Linked DNA regions of Sus scrofa: all the other regions are linked to region 3. The links are chromatin contacts, called in public HiChIP or PLAC-seq maps. All regions are on one chromosome and are shown on one strand. Each heading gives the region's core, a stretch centred on a gene start, on an enhancer-like site or on the middle of the called end of the contact. The rest is flanking DNA. Distances are from core to core; before and after follow the strand shown.

The links. HiChIP or PLAC-seq counts read pairs in DNA pulled down with a chosen protein or histone mark.
Region 1: a contact with region 3 is called in an H3K27ac HiChIP or PLAC-seq map of alveolar macrophages. The contact joins the promoter of LOC110261337 here to the promoter of LOC100518738 in region 3. A contact is called at or near these places in 1 of 5 promoter capture datasets (liver), 2 of 47 Hi-C or Micro-C datasets (blood and heart right ventricle) and 1 of 2 datasets of contacts at active chromatin or transcription factors (alveolar macrophages).
Region 2: a contact with region 3 is called in an H3K27ac HiChIP or PLAC-seq map of alveolar macrophages. The contact joins the promoter of CHMP2A here to the promoter of LOC100518738 in region 3. A contact is called at or near these places in 2 of 2 datasets of contacts at active chromatin or transcription factors (alveolar macrophages and skeletal muscle).

Annotation. Positions count from the first base shown.
Region 1 is chr6:63,122,474-63,125,315 of Sscrofa11.1, reverse strand. It overlaps LOC110261337 (tigger transposable element-derived protein 1-like), which reads right to left and starts at 1,382. Exons shown (of 3, transcript XR_002345404.1): 1 at 1,299-1,382. MZF1 (myeloid zinc finger 1) reads left to right here and starts at 1,291. Exons shown (of 6, transcript XM_021097358.1): 1 at 1,291-1,368.
Region 2 is chr6:63,103,622-63,106,728 of Sscrofa11.1, reverse strand. CHMP2A (charged multivesicular body protein 2a) reads left to right here and starts at 1,697. Exons shown (of 6, transcript XM_021097415.1): 1 at 1,697-1,964; 2 at 2,681-2,887. The coding sequence starts at 2,720. It overlaps UBE2M (NEDD8-conjugating enzyme Ubc12), which reads left to right. Exons shown (of 6, transcript XM_021097419.1): 3 at 1-22; 4 at 135-238; 5 at 532-595; 6 at 680-1,197. The coding sequence ends at 820.
Region 3 is chr6:62,831,641-62,834,851 of Sscrofa11.1, reverse strand. It overlaps LOC100518738 (neurotrophin receptor-interacting factor homolog), which reads right to left and starts at 1,576. Exons shown (of 11, transcript XM_013998887.2): 1 at 990-1,576; 2 at 712-787. The coding sequence starts at 1,033.

The DNA.
Region 1 (2,842 bases), core at 133-2,632, 290 kb before region 3:
AACTCCCCACAAACTTCAGTTACATTCACTCGATCCTTCATCCTCTCCCTCCTACTCTATATAAAGTCCCCAAGCCCGCCTCCAGGGGAGGCGTGAGACTACATTTCCCAGAAGGCCGCGGGGCCGCCGAAGGCTCCGATTGGCCGGCCCGAGGTCTCCGTTCCCTTCCCCCCACCGGAACCGAGAGTACCTGCGCCTAAGCCCCTTGGCCGGAGCCCCCGGGTCCCCCGCGGCCGACCGCCCTCATCTCCGGACCACGACGCGGGCCGGCTGCCTCAACTAGGCCGGCGGGGCTGCGGCCCCAACCCATCTCCTGCCCCAGGCACCGCTTCCCGGTGGCCGCCGATCCCAGCCTCCATCTTATCGGCGGAAGCGGAGGTTGCCAGGCGACGGCCGGGATTGGAGGGGGCCGCTTGGGGCCCGCCCGACGGCGCTCCGGCGCTGCGCGGTCCCCCGGGCCCGCCGGGATATGGGAACGTAGTTCGGCGACGAGGTGGCCGAGCGCGGGGTCCAGGCTGGGGCGCCAGAGGCCACCTCTGCCCAAGGCTGGCTTTCTCGCCCATTAAGACCTCTCCTGTCTTTCCCCGAGTTCTACTTTCAGTCTCTCTCTCTCTCCATCGTCCTCCCTAATCTCCCTCCCTTCCCGGCGGTGTCTCACTGTTTCCTCATTCCGGGGAACTGTGCCCTTTCAGACTGTCAAAACATAATTTCGAAAGAGCAAAAAACATACGCGTCAAAGACTTATCTACCTCGGTGGGAACTAGCAAGGTGACACAGGTGGTTCTGGGAATATGAGAGAGAAGGAACAGCAGAGGGGGTGAAAGAAGAAAGAAGGAATAATGAAATAAAAGTGTGGGAGCTCCCTTCGTGGCTCAGCGGTTAACGAACCCGACTAGGACCCATGAGGATGCGGGTTCGATCCCTGGCCTTGCTCAGCGGGTTAAAGATCCCGCGTTGCCGTGAGCTGTGGTGTAGGCCAGCGGCTGAAGCTCTGATTCCACCCCTAGCCTGGGAACCTCCATGTTGCCGCGGGTGCGGCTCTAAAAAGCAAAGAAAGAAAATAGCAAAGTGGGATTAGTAGCGCTTCACAAGGCAGTGGAGAGGCCCAGCACTTAGTATCCTGCTTAGTGTCCTACAGTGTGATAAAAACAAAAAACTTGGGGTACCCTTTTCTACTGAACAGAAAGCACTACAGTCTATCAACCTTCTACAAGTTAGCATCTAACTTCACAGTATCTGGACTCTGATCAAAAGCAGTGAAGTGAGAAGTCGTTGCTCTGGTTAGGAAATCAGATGACCTGAAGGAGACTTGGCAGAGATGGTGCGAAGGCTTCCAGACATCTTTCTTGTCTTATTGTCAAGTTTTGTGTAAGTTTTCTTCACAAGCGTCCCTCCCGCTCCGTCTCTCTTCTTGCTGTCACCTTTCCCCGAGTCTTTGAAACTCTCGATCTATTTTACTGTACCTCTAATTTCTGTCCCTTTCTCGCCTCTTGCTTCTGTACTCCTGATCTCTATCCCTTGAAACTCGATCTGCACGTCTTGTCGCCGTAAACGAATTCTCCCTCTCCTGTCTCTCCTTTCCTCTCCATCCCGCCCCGATCTCTCTCCCTCTTGTTAACGGTCCTGACACAAGTCTACCCAGCCCTGCCTCCCTGTCTTCTTATCGCACAGTTTAGGACTCTGAGAGCAGAAATCTTCGTTCTTTCTGTCCTGCCCGTGTCTCTGTCCCGGGGGCTGTTCACTTACTTTCACTGTCTCTAGTCACAGCCTGCCCCGCCCCCGCTCCTCAGTGTCTGTCTGTCAGTCCTCGCAGTCTCTCTCGCTCGGCATCACCTCCTCCCATCTCTCCCATCCTCCTGCAGACGCCTGCGGGTACCCATGGTTGCACTGGAAAGCGCCGGCACCACCCGCGCGGTTACCATGGAGACGCCCGGGCCGCCTACGGTCCGCTGGCACAAAAGAGCATCTTCGCGTTGCGCGCACGCGCGCAGAGGGCCGGCCGCCACGCCTCCCAGAAACGGCTGGGCTAAGCCCCTCTCCCGGGCGAAAGCGCGAGAGGCTCGCTTGCGGTCCTGTGGGCGACGGCACGGGTGGCCCAGTCTCTGCAGGGGGTTGCCATGGAGAAAGGGGCTGACGGAATCCAAGCGAGGGCCGTGATTGGTTCAGGGTCCTGCTAATCCCTAGGAGCCGCGTAGAGAATGGAGGAAGACGTTGTGGAGGGCATGCGCTGTTGGGCAGGCGGTGCTGCCTCCTGTTGCCCCCTGGGAAGCTTGCGCGCGTCGACGGGCCCCTGACGCTTGGATGTGAGGCTGGGAGCGCAGGAAGGCGCGGCCCGGAGTGTGATCCGATCGTGGCGAACGACGCTGCCCCGGGGGACAGCGGGAGGAGGGCGGAAACTGAGACGAGCTTGCGGGAAGGGCGAGGCGGCGCCCGGGCTGGTGCGTGGAGCATTCTGGGAGACAAAGTCCGTCGGGGCGGGGGAAGTCGGGAGCGCGCATGCTCAGGAGCACGGAGCGGCCCGCTGAGTGCGGAGGTGAGGGCGGGCGCCCCTCGATCGGGAAGGTGCGGGCAGGGACCCGGGCGGCGGCCCAGCGGGACCAGGAGCGCGGAGCAGGGGCCTGGGCGCTCCCTGTGGACCGGCTCAGTGCTGTTGTGCGAAGCTCGCCAATCCCTGGCCGTTGCCACGGCGACGGAATCTGGAAACCCCGCCCCCAGTTGCCATGGCGGCACCCGGACCTGCCCCGGCTTCCTAAAGCAGACATGGCCAGCCAAGACTTCTGGTAAATGTAGTTTATCGAGCTCCGAAGGGCCGGCTCGATCGCTAAGGCCCAGCTTTCTCCTG
Region 2 (3,107 bases), core at 448-2,947, 270 kb before region 3:
GAAGTTTGTGTTCAGTTTTAAGGTGAGTCCCAGGTGGACAGGGGTGGCTCCTTGGGCTGAGAAGGCAGCAGCGGAGGCTCCAGCCAGACACTGCTGGGGCATTATCCACCTCCCCTCTCTCTTCCTGGAGCCAGGTGGGCCAGGGTTACCCGCATGACCCCCCCAAGGTGAAGTGTGAGACGATGGTTTATCACCCCAACATTGACCTCGAGGGCAACGTCTGCCTCAACATCCTCAGGTGAGGGCACTAGCCCTCCGCTGCTCTCCAGCCCTGCCCGCCAGGCCCCCTTCATGGCCTTGCACTGCACCTGTCTCTGCCCCTTCACTCCCCCTTGTGGTCTCTGTCCCTGTCTCTTCATCTCCTCCTCATGGCTTGACCTTGGCTTTCTCCCTGGCCTGTCCTCTGCACCCTCCCACTAGCTTCTCACATTCACACTGTCCCATGCCCTGGGCTTGACCTGTCCAGTCCCAGCAGGGTCTGTGGCAGCTGCCCACTCACCAGCCCTTGACCATGATGCTGTCTGCCCACAGAGAGGACTGGAAGCCAGTCCTTACGATAAACTCCATAATTTATGGCCTGCAGTATCTCTTCTTGGTGAGTAGAGTTGGGGGCTGGGGCTGGGGAAGGTTGGCCCTCTGCTCCTTGGGCTTGTTGACCCCCCACCGCTGCTGGCCACAGGAGCCCAACCCTGAAGACCCACTGAACAAGGAGGCCGCCGAGGTCCTGCAGAACAACCGGAGGCTGTTTGAGCAGAACGTGCAGCGCTCCATGCGGGGTGGCTATATCGGCTCCACCTACTTCGAGCGCTGCCTGAAATAGGGTTGGCGCCTACCCACCCCTGCCGGGGTCACTAGCCCGGGCATCCCCTGCAGATATTTATTGGGGGCCACAGGTGGGGGGGGCATGGGAGAGCCGGTGGGGGAATCCCATGCCCTGGCCTGCCACCCCTCCCTGCCACCCGCTCCTAGTTTGTTTTTTTTTAAACCACCATGTGATTAAGGTCGGCACTGCCTCCCCCGACCAGCTCAGCGATGGGAAATGAATTGGCTTGTCTAGCCCCCTGCTGGGTGCTGTCCAGCCCCACTATACTGGGCTCTGGGGTGGGTAGCCAAGGGGACTGGATGGCCGGGAACCCGGCACCCCACCCCTCCACCACTGGAGGTCCCACCAGGCTATTAAAGGGGAATGTTACTGCATGGCCTCTGCCTCTTCCTTTTGTGGGCTGGGAGGGTCAGGTGATACCACCAGGGCTTCTGCAGCAAGAATGGTGGGAGTTGTGGTCACAGGTGACATTGGAGCACCTCAGCAGGTTGCCCTGTATGCGAGGCAGCCCTGGGAGTGGTGGGGGGACCGAGACCCCCGCCTCCGGCTGAGTAGGATAAATCCCACTCGGGGATAAGAGAGGGTCAGAATCTAGTAAGCCAGCAGAGGGGAAAGTCCGCACCTCTGTTAAGTCCTGCCGTGCCGTGGGTGGGCCGGGCCGGTGGAGGAGAACCCCGCCTGGCGTTGCAGGTGCCTGAGTTTCAGAAACAGAATTCGGGGTCCCTCAGATGAGCTGGGCCCTATGATGACAGGGTGGGATGCAAGACTTCCGGGTCGCTGGGCGGAAGGCGCCCGAAGGTGCACCAACCCCGCGGGGACCAGGACTCCGACCGTGGCTCGGCTCCCTCAAGCCAGATTTGAACCTGAGACTCCTGACCTGCTGCGGAGACGCGGAAGGTGGTGCGCATGCGCCGGGAGGGGGGGCGGCGGCGGCCGTTCCCCAGTACGTGCGCACGCGCGCTGTTGTCCCCTCCCAGCATTCCGGGTGCCGGCGGAGCGTGTGACGTCAAGTGGTTTAATCCGGAAACGGCGGCGACGGCAGAGGCGACAGAACCAAGGGGCTGTGGTTGGTGGGCGCTCCAGGGAGCCGAGCCAGAGGAGCGTGACCCGGAAGTGGAAGCGAACCCCCGTCCCAGCTCCGGTGAGTGGCCCCGCCGGGGCTCCGGTGCTGGGTGGGCGCGTGGGCGGCGGCGTACGAGGGCGCCTTGGCCGAGGTGTGGAGAGCCTCGCCCCTCCCCGGGCCCCTGCCCCATCCCTGGGTCGCCTGTGCCCTCCTGCCTTCGGTCCTCCCGACCCCCCCCACTTTTTTGAGCGAACAGGGCACCCCCACACCCAGTTTCTCATCCTCTGTGTGGGAGTCCCCGGCGTCCCCCAGCTGTGTTCTCCACACCAGGAGTCCCTGGGCACTCAGAACCCCTGTCCCAACTCCATCCTGACGCCGTCAGCTTCCCTCGCGGCCTCCACCTCTTCTGCCCGCTCCCGTCGGCGGCTGTCTCCTGTCCAGTCCCTGAGCCCCGCGACCCAGTGGCCCCCTCGCCACCCCACCCCCTGTGCGTTCTCATTCTATCATCTCCAGTCTCAGTCCATCGGACACTCCAGAACCTCATCCCAGGGTCTGGAGGAGACAAGTCTTGCGCCTCCCTGGGGGCACTGTGATGGAGGGGCTGCGGTAGGCACATTGTGGTGACCTAACCCAAGTCCCTGCGGCTCCTCCACTCTGCCTTCCAGTCACGCTGTTCACCCTGCTCACTTCTTTCCATTTTGCGTACCCACCCCCCGCCATCTGTCCCCACCCGAACACCATGTGAACCCAGCTCTGCCCCTCGCCCCCTTTCTGGGCCCCACGCCACCTTGCAGCGAGACTTGCCCCAGGCCCACCGGTGGGCTCCTGCGGCCATGGACCTGTTGTTTGGGCGCCGGAAGACGCCAGAGGAGCTGCTGCGCCAGAACCAGCGCGCCCTGAATCGTGCGATGCGAGAGCTGGACCGTGAGCGACAGAAGCTAGAGACCCAGGAGAAGAAGATCATTGCAGACATCAAGAAGATGGCCAAGCAGGGCCAGATGGTAAGCTCGGTCGGGCACAGGCTGGGACACAGAGCTAGGTGCTATCCCCTGGTCACACACTGGTACTATAGCAAAGGGGAACGGACAGAACACCCACAGGCGGGTGTTTCTAGGAAAACGGGGGTGAAGGGGTGAGGGGGGCCTTCCTAGTTTCAGGGTCCAGAAACACCGTCTTTGAGGAGATGGTGTTGGAGCTGCACTTCAAGTAATGAAGAGAGTG
Region 3 (3,211 bases), core at 327-2,826:
TGACCCTATTCTGGTCACAGCATGGAGGACTACCCAGTAAGGCCGAAGGAGATTCTTCATTCTCTGAAAACCTCTCCATTTTTTATTAACCTGGGGATTCCTGGGTATACCTCCTGCTACGGGATTCCGCAATGAGCTGAATCATCACACACTCCAGCCTTCAGCTCCCACCCACTGCCCATACTATTTATATTTCCTCCACCCTTCAAGGATCCATCTTCATCTCTCTTCTCTCCCAGTGACTAAGTTTTTTCTTTTTTTTGCTTTTTAGGACCGCACCTGCTGCATATGGAAGTTCCCAGGCTAGGGGTCCAATCGGAGCTGTAGCCACTGGTCTACACCACAGCCACAGCAACTGTGGGATCCGAGCCACATCTGCGATCTACACCACAGCTCACGGCAAATGCCGGATCCTTAGCCCCCAATAACTAAGCTTTAATGCTAAAGTAGCTGTTGAAATCTAAATAGAAGCCTGATTCCTGCTTAGACCTGTCAACGTCTCCCTCCCCAGCTCCCACTCTCCTAGTTTAATGGATAAATGAGAATCCCCCATAATTTGACCTTTATCCTTGGAAAGCTAAAATACTTGTTATTCCTCTGTCCACTAAGGTCTCTCCTTCCCAGCCAGTTCCTCGCCCAACCCCGAGATGTTGCGCGGCCCGGGGCATTTCAGGGATGGACTCTAAAACTCATAAAGAACCCTCTACTCACAGGGAACCAGGCCGTCGGAAGCCCGGAAGCCATGCCTTCCTCTTCCTGGAGGTGTCTCGGGGGAGTGGGCAGAGTCCTGAGAAAGTCAAATTTGGAGGTGGGAGGGGCGCGAGGGTTGAGTCACGGCCCCCGCCCCCCTCAGCCCAAACAACCGGAAATGACAGCTCCATCCCCCACTTCGGAAGACGCCCTGAAGGGCTGTCTCCAGCAGCTCTCGAACACCCAGAGGGCCGGTTCCCCATCCTCCACACCCAGAAGGAATCGGTCCGTTTCCTCACCCTTCACGAGCCCTGAGGGGGGACGGCCCGCCCGGTCCCCGCATCTTTTGGGCCCCAAGTCCCCGACCCCCACTGCCCCTTCAGGCCCCGCGGCGGAAGGACGGCAGGCGAGGTGGTTCTGAGCTCCTCTTGTGTTTGGCGAAATGGGGGCTGCGGCTGGGCTTGCCCTGCAGAGCCGGCCTGGAACAGAGTCCCCGACGGGCGCGGTTTTGGCGCCGCACTCACCCCGCGCGCGGCGCACTATGGCGCCCGTCGGTCCGTGGCGAAGTGCGTCAGCGCGCCGGTCCGGACTACAACTCCCAGACACCCCCGCGGCGGGGCGCGCCCCCACCTTGCAGGCGACGGCCATCTTGGCGGGCCAACTCTGGGTGGCACGCGAAGCCCGGGCGACGGAAGGGCGCCCTAGTAGTCCCGCTGGGCTAGAGAAGGCCTCGGGCTGGACCCGTCAAGCGACTGGGCTGCAGCACCGGCGAGGACGGCAACGCAGGCCAGGAAGGAGCCGTGCCCTGACATATGGGCGACCACGCGTGGGGAGGGCCGGAAGTGGAGAAAGGGAGCGTGGGCGGGGCTGAGGCGGAAATGCAGAGGGGTGGGGCGGGCTGCAGCTCACACCCAAAACGGAGGGAGGAGGGGCGGGCCGGAAGTGCTTGGGGGCAGGGCTAGACGTCCTTCAAGTTCCGAGAAGGGGGCGGGGCTTGGAGGGCATCCACGCCTAACGGAGAGGAAGAAGGGGCGGTTTGGAATGGTGGGAGGTGTTCTGGAGGGGAGCGGGCAATATGCCAGAGAAGGGGAGTTTCCGTCCTGGCTCAGGGGTAACGAACCTAATTAGTATCCCTGAGGACGCAGGTTTGATCCCTGGCCTCGCTTAGTGGAGTAAGGATCCAACGTTGGTGTAGGTTGCAGAAACCGCTTGAATCTGGCCTATCTGTGGGTGTGCTGTAGGCCGGCCGCTGTAGCTCCCATTCCACCTGTATCCTGGGAACGTCCATATGTTGCAGTGTGCAGACCTGAAAAAAAAGACACACAAGTATATATATATATGTTCACATATATGTATATACCTGAGGAGGGAAGGGGAGACGGGCCTGCCCGGAAGTGTGCAGAGGACGAAGCTGAACGTCCGCCAGGCCCAGGGAGGGGAGCGGGGTCGGGCCCATGGACAGTGCGGAGGGGCCAGGACTAACTGTCCACCCAAGTTGTGGGGAGTAGGGCATTGTCACGTGGACTCAAGGCATGGGGCGTGGGGGTTGTCAACGATAAACCAGAGCAGGACGGTAGTTAAAGCGGTGGAAATAGATTTTACTCAATAAACTGTTTTAACAGGGGTTGGGTGACTTCATTGTAGAACTGAGCTGAATTCTGCTTTATAGTCAAGGATTGGGGAGGGGGGTGGAGGTGGGGGGTAGTTGGTGGGTAGAAAATTAGGAAGAGACATCAAGTCTAGGGGTATTTTGAAACAAGCTGATAGGTTTTTTTACTGAAGGCAGGCTGGGGTGATGGAATATCACCTGGGAGAGATACTGGGGACGATGATTTTGATCAGATGTGAGAAGTAAGGAATTCTTGATAAACTGACTTAGGATTCTTGCTAAAGTGGAGGAAATGTGTGTACGAGGAAGTACACGCATGGGCCTTCCTGGGGAAAAGGTTCAGCAAAGGATCTTTGTCAGGCAGTTGGAGGACGCTGGACAAGATGCTCTGCCCAGTGTCCTCACTTGCGAGCTAGATGTCCATGTTTAGGAAGTGAAAGAAGTCTTTGGCTGCCTCAGACGTGGTGTTTGCTCTTTTTCCTTGGATGCATTCCCCCTCTCATCATATTGAAGCATCTGGGACAAAATATTTTCATGTCTTCCTCAGAGTCCAGTGTCTGGTGTCTCAGGTTCCAGGGTCTAAGCTCTGATGTTCTCCCGTTGCTGCTTGGGGCTCTCCTCTCCTTCTCAGCGCCGGCCCAGTGTAGTCTCCTCACTTCCTTGGGATTTCCTAGCAGGTTCCAGCAGCCCTGTGCTCTATTTGGGTCATTCTGTCCACCGCATACTAAATTTGTTCCAGGAGTTGTTAAGTTCTGTGGTCACTGTGGGACACATCCATGTGCAGGCTGCACATCACATTGTTCATCGTATTTGCTGCTATTAAGACCTTAAGTCTGTTGACTTTTTCGTGTTCGTACTTAGCCAGAGACCATACAGGTGTTCCTTATTCTAACAGCATTTCCTAGGATTTTT